Linked DNA regions of Sus scrofa: region 1 is linked to region 2. Evidence: chromatin contacts called from public Hi-C data. All regions are on one chromosome and are shown on one strand. Each heading gives the region's core, a stretch centred on a gene start, on an enhancer-like site or on the middle of the called end of the contact. The rest is flanking DNA. Distances are from core to core; before and after follow the strand shown.

What was found. Hi-C and Micro-C count contacts between places; a contact is called where the count stands out from the background.
Region 1: a contact with region 2 is called in a Hi-C map of fetal liver, with 2.8 times the contacts expected there. The contact joins two enhancer-like sites. A contact is called at or near these places in 2 of 5 promoter capture datasets (fetal liver and liver), 35 of 47 Hi-C or Micro-C datasets (adipocytes, adipose tissue, alveolar macrophages and 18 more) and 2 of 2 datasets of contacts at active chromatin or transcription factors (alveolar macrophages and skeletal muscle).

What each region holds. Positions count from the first base shown.
Region 1 is chr4:42,857,556-42,860,497 of Sscrofa11.1, forward strand. No RefSeq gene overlaps it. Among named protein-coding and RNA genes, the nearest start is that of TMEM67, 72 kb to the right of the region's middle. Within about 2 kb of position 1,601, at least 24 of the 83 cell types and tissues checked have an H3K27ac peak or open chromatin away from gene starts, as enhancers often do. A contact at or near this core is called in fetal liver, where this site is marked.
Region 2 is chr4:42,755,840-42,758,947 of Sscrofa11.1, forward strand. No RefSeq gene overlaps it. Among named protein-coding and RNA genes, the nearest start is that of PDP1, 21 kb to the right of the region's middle. Within about 2 kb of position 1,507, at least 6 of the 83 cell types and tissues checked have an H3K27ac peak or open chromatin away from gene starts, as enhancers often do. A contact at or near this core is called in fetal liver, where this site is marked.

The sequences.
Region 1 (2,942 bases), core at 351-2,850, 100 kb after region 2:
CTGAAAAATATTCGCATTTTGTGATTGTATCAACTGTCATGGCTTTTGTTGGATACATTTTTTTTTAAAAAAAAATCACTGAGCCTTAATTTTTTTAATCTGTAAACTTTGTTGTTGCCTAAATGATCAGTTTCCTCTAAATGCCAACTATCTATAGTGTTATAGTTCTGAAATACAATGAAAAACCCTGGTGTCTCTTTGCCTCAAATAATCTCAGAGCAGTAGACATATATTTCAACATTCTATCAATTTACTAAAAAAATACACTTTGAAATTATTAAAATGTTAAAACGTATGTTTTAGAAATGCATATATGCATTTCTACATGTTTTAGAGAAATGCAAATTAATACAACAGTGAGATACAATATTTTTGTCTGTGACTTAAAAATATTTACTTTAGGGAAATGCAAATTAATGCTATGAGATACCACAAATTGCCTAGCAAAAATAATGATTATCTCCAATGCTTGTAGTAGTATTAGACACCACTGGTAGGAAAGTAATTTGGTACAACCTTTATGGAGGATAATTTGACAGTATGTATGACCACACTTAAAAATGCATATTTAAAAAAAGCCTATAAACTCTGAACTAGAACTATTCTTCTAGAAGTTTCTCCTTAAGAAATGATCGAGGGTAGATTCAAAGCTTTAGCTAAATAAGAGTTCTCAGCATTGAGACTGGAAGAAAAATGAAATAAATGTCTGTGAAATGGCTGAAATGCCATTTCTTCAAGAAGTTGGACAAATCTTTCAGGCAACTGTTCTGTGAAAACCGTGGGCTAGATACACAGTAGGCAAACTCACAAACGCATCTTTCTGGGGCTCAAGTCTTTCAACTGGATCCTGCAGAGTATGGGGGTGGGGAGTGGGGGGTTAGGTTGGGCACTTTCCTTGTCCCCCCTCCCCAGCTTCATTATGCGACAAACCAGAGGGAACTGTGCATCTAAAAATCTAAACCAGAGGTCTGAACGAGAAGAACCTGGATGAAGAAAGGGAGCCAGGAGATGCAGAGAGGTAAAAGCGCGAGAAGGGAGGGCAAGAGAGGAGACCTAAGCAGAGCCACTCCCCCACCCCCTCTGAGGGGGCGAGCTCCGGGAAAGCGAAATGACTGACTGGAAAAGGAAAGCGCTCTCTTTTGCCACCTTCTGGTCACCACGTGTATATGCACCACCTAGACATTTCCTGCCGCTCATGGACTCTGCTCTTCCAACCGGTTAGAACATAATTGAGTTGAAAATGAAAAATAACCAAAAGGTCCAAAAATGGAAGATAGATTGAGGAAAATTTTATAGAAGACTATATTTTAGGGAAGGAAAAATAACTTTCCCTCTACTCTTCCAAGTTCTTAGCTGTGACCCCTGTAATAAAGACAGATTCATGAGAGAAAAACAAACCGAATTTTATTAACATGTATACGTCATGTACGCATGGTAGATACCCAGGGAAAATGAGTGACTCCTTGAGGTGGTGCTTCGAATTCAGACTTAAATACTATTTTATTAGAGAAAGGGGAAGGGGATGTAGCCCTCTTCACAGAGAGTAAATGGTTTTTGGGAGAGATGACTGGGCGCTTTGAAGAGCAGATGGGAGGTACGATTGTCTGTGACAAAGCTCCGCTGGTCTCCTCCCCTGCAGTAAGAGGCAATCTTCCCCGGTTGATGAAACTCTCAGGGAGGGGACTTATCACAATTGAGTTCCTTTTGGAGGATCTGTCTTTAGGCAGATAAAGGGAGTTCAGAGAAAGCCTCTCCCTGCATTAGCTGCTTTTCCAGGTCCTACCCATGGAAACAGTCAATATACCAAAGCAGCATATTTTGGGGTGGTATTTTCTGCTGCCTGTCCGTATTTACTAGCGTGAAATGGTATGCACAATATGTAGCCGATTGAAAAATGCAGGTGACCAAAAAAGTGCAGTCATTTCATTTCTGTAAAAAACATCAACACACGTGTCATGTATTGTATACGTACAGTCACAGATGCAGCAAAAAAGATGACATGGTTCCCTTTAAGGGATCAACAGAATTCTAGGCATGGGGGTTAGATGCAGATGCAAATAGGATAGACACTGCTCCTATGCATCATGGAGGCTTCATTCTCGTGAGGGGTTATATAACTTTAAAAAGAAGCTAATAAATAAATAATATGTGCTGCGTTCTGTTGGCAGTGCCGGAGATGCAATTTTGTGAACAAGATGAATTGAGATGTTCCCTGTTCTGACAGAAGTCTCAGTCCTTCTGAGGAGGCAAGCAGGAAAACAGGTTAAGTCAACACCAGGAGCAATGCTGTGGAAGGGGAAGTGAGGATGCTGTGGGGATGAAGGGAAGGGGTGCTGACCTGAACATGGGGCTCAGGGCAAGCTGCTTGAGGAGGAAGTCCAAGCTGAGAGCTGAAAGATAAGGTAAGATTTAGCTGAAATATGGGGGGGAGGCCTTGCAGAAAGAAGCCATCATGGGTTGGAAGGCCTTAAGGAGGCAGAAAGGTGGGAGAACAGATAGGTACATTGGCTGGGTGACCAACAAGGTCATTCTGAGAACCTAGTCTGGAGTCTCTGGTGCTTAGAGTTTGAATGCAGACAGAGCAAGGAGACGAGAAGAAGCTGGAGAAGCAAACTAGGGCAGACCATGAAACCCTGTTAAGGAATGTTTGGACTTGACCCTGAGTGACCTCTCAAAGATCCTTGTGAGTAATTCAAGGGATTTGTAAATGGGGTTAATCCTAGGATGTTCCATCTTAAGAGGAAAACATTTTTAAAGTAATGATGTCATTAAAATCAATTTCTGAAGAATATTTAATTACATGTGAATATGCTTATTCCATGTAGTTTTTTAAAAAAGTAGGCTACAAAAGTAATGTATACGCTACGAAATAATGTACAGCATATAATGACATTGTGGAAGAAAGTATAATATTTATTACTTAACATGTAAGAAATATATAT
Region 2 (3,108 bases), core at 257-2,756:
CTTCAGGTATACAATACAGTGATTCAATTTTTAATAGATTATACTCCATTTAAAGTTATTACAAAATAATGACTGTATTTCCCTGTGCTGTATATTAATGTCACTCTTACAAATCTAAGGATACAGGGGTGGTTATCTCCCTCATATGTCCATTTAGTTTACTAGTTTATCTCCTCTAAAACCAAATGGACCACAGAAGTGAATTCCTACCAATTCAACTAAGAAGATCTAATTGCAGCCATCCTAGCTGCTACTATCATTACTAGAGCTGGTTAATATGGCCTCTGGCTCATGGCCATTGATCTGGCACATGTGTTGTCTTCTCATCAGAAAAGAGTGCTGGAAACAGTTTGCATTGATGGGGGACAAGCAGTAGTAAACATTTACAGTCTTTCACTGGCTCATAAATTAATTCATGCCCTCTGTCATAATATAGTCCCAAAGGCCTCAGGCTATCTGAAAATTCGGTAACACTTGTCATCGGTCTACCACACTAATGACATTGTGTTCATTAAACTGATGTGCAGGACATGGCAAGCATGTTGGAGGCCTTAGTAAGCATTTTAAACTTATTTTAGAATTAAATTCTGTTCCTGATGAATAGTAGACAGTAAATACATGCTGAATGATTGGCTGAACCAAGCAACTGAGTGTCTTGTAGCTATCTGAATTCTGCAGAAGCCATTGTTCAGAAGAAAGACTTGTCAAGCAAAGAGCCCCTTAAATGGCAAAGAATTCACCTGTACCCGTCCAGTGAAGACCTGGAAAGTTTGCATTCTGTGGCTGCTGTTTCTTCTTGCTTCTGAGAACATACCTTCCTTTTTCTTAAAAAAAAAAAAAAAAAAGCCATCCTTTAAGGTGAAAAGAATAAGGGAAAGTTGTCCTGAGAGAAAAGGACTCAGAATGAAGGTCGGAATCTTACATAACATATATTTTTTATACCATTATTTAAACCGTTTCCTTTCGTGCCTGTATTTATTTTTGGGAAAACCGTATTTCAAAATCACATGCTGTGCTGAACTGCTCTCCAGTCTAGTCCACCCCAGGACTTTCTGATATCACAGGAGTGGTTGGCTACATTTGGTGCTCACAAATGCTAATGAAGCAATGCTGCATCTTTTGTGGAGAGACAGTGGGAGGCACCTTTCATTTCCCCCTGGGGTTTTAAACCACAATCAAATCCAAAAGAAGGCAGGAGGCAGCATCTGGCTGCAGCCCCCAGTCTTAGCAGCCTTTCCTCAGGAACCTGGAGCTCAGTTTCTTGCTGGCCAAGGGAGATAAAGCTCAGTTTGCCATCAGAGGGAAGAAACCCATTTCTCCCTGCAGAAAGTAAACTTCTTTGGTAACTAAAGAAATTTAGTTGAGCCAAAACAGAGAAAGACTTCCTCTTCAGGATATGGGCAAAGGTGACCTGAAGGGGAGGATAGGCTGGATTTAGGACAGAGTTGACAGACCCAGTGAACTTAGGTTGAATTCTCTCCCACAGTGACCAAACATGAACTTTGTACACAACTTCTGCGATAGTAGCCAGCTTTCACCTGAGTCACTCTCACTGCCCTCTCTGTAAGAGAGCTGTTGATGCTGCAAAGAAGACACCAGCAATGTTGCCATTAAGCCACAAATGCAGAGCCAGATCAGCTTTACTGAGCTATATGTCAGAGAGGCCAGCATACCAAAGGACGCTCTGTCTCTCAGAGTCAGGAACCTCAAAACAGGCTCAAGCCCTGGTACAGATACAACAAAATCAGGAAGCAGCCGCTCCTTCACCTCCCTCCCAAGCGGTTTGGTTCCCAGTCTGTCTGCTGTGCCTGCCACCCAGGATGGGGAGCTGTAAGTGAGGCGTGAGAGGCAGGCCTTTTCCTCAAAAAGGGAAATGAAACAAATAAGTGTGATAGAAAAACCATAATGCACAGATGGTCAAACTCATATGTAGATGAGGGACAGAATAAAGGGGCATTAGTGAGGAACACATAAGTGACTGTCCATAGAAGGAAGATAATTTGCCAAAGGACAATAACAAACTTTTATGTTTTATTTGTCTTTGTAGGACCACATCTGCAGTATATGGAAGTTCCCAGGCTAGGGGTCAAATCAGAGCTGTGGCTGCCAGCCTACACCACAGCCACAGCAATGCCAGATCTGAGCCGTGTCTGAGACCCACAACACAGCTCACAGCAACGCCAGATCCTTAACCCACTGAGCAAGGCCAGGGATCGAACCTGTGTCCTCATGGATACTAGTCGGGTTTGTTACTGTTGAGCGACAGGACAGGAACTCCCATAACAAACTTTCAAAATATGAATTTTAAAAATACACACAAGGAGTTCCCTTGTGGCTTAGTGGGCTAATAACCTGGCATTGTCACTTCAGTGGCTCCAGTTGCTGCTGTAGCATGGATTTGGGTTTGATCCCTGGCCTGGAAACTTCCACATTCTCTGGTGGGGTACAGCAACACACACGTGCACACACACATACTAAGATAAAAATCCAAAACCTCAGAAGCTTAATGTGGCTGAAATGCAACAGGACAAAATCATCTGGGTGTTGTCCCATTTGCCTCTTCCTTGGCCTCCAATGCCAGAGGCCTTGGGGAAGGGCAAGGGGAGAGAAGGGAAGGGGAGTGTTGGATCAGACTCACTAGAGAAGAAGGGCAGAAGAGAGGGATCTGTGTGAGCTGGGGGGAGAGTGAGGCCCCTAGGATTTACTGGGTGCTAGAGAAGAGTTGCAGGTAAAGGTTTTAATCATGAATGATGATTTAGATAATTTAAAATTTTTAAAGATGTGAGTAAAGCTCAAATGCCTGTTTGAGCTACACTTCTTCAAATAACCCATACAATGAGATTGCAGTATGTGGGCTGTAACTGTCTAAGTATTCTCTCAGAAAGACCAAGAGGCTGTCTTACTGCCCTTTTGTGTGCAGGTGAAATTGAGGAAAATAGAGCCATCTGCTTTGACTATTTTAATTAAGTTCTCTGCTACTCAAGACCGATCATGTTCCAACTTCTTCCTAATCTACAAATCATGGCAGAAGAATACATCTTACTTTTAGCTGGGGGCAGGGAGAGGCAGGGAGCAGGTCACAGTTCAAATGCTATAGACTCTCACTAT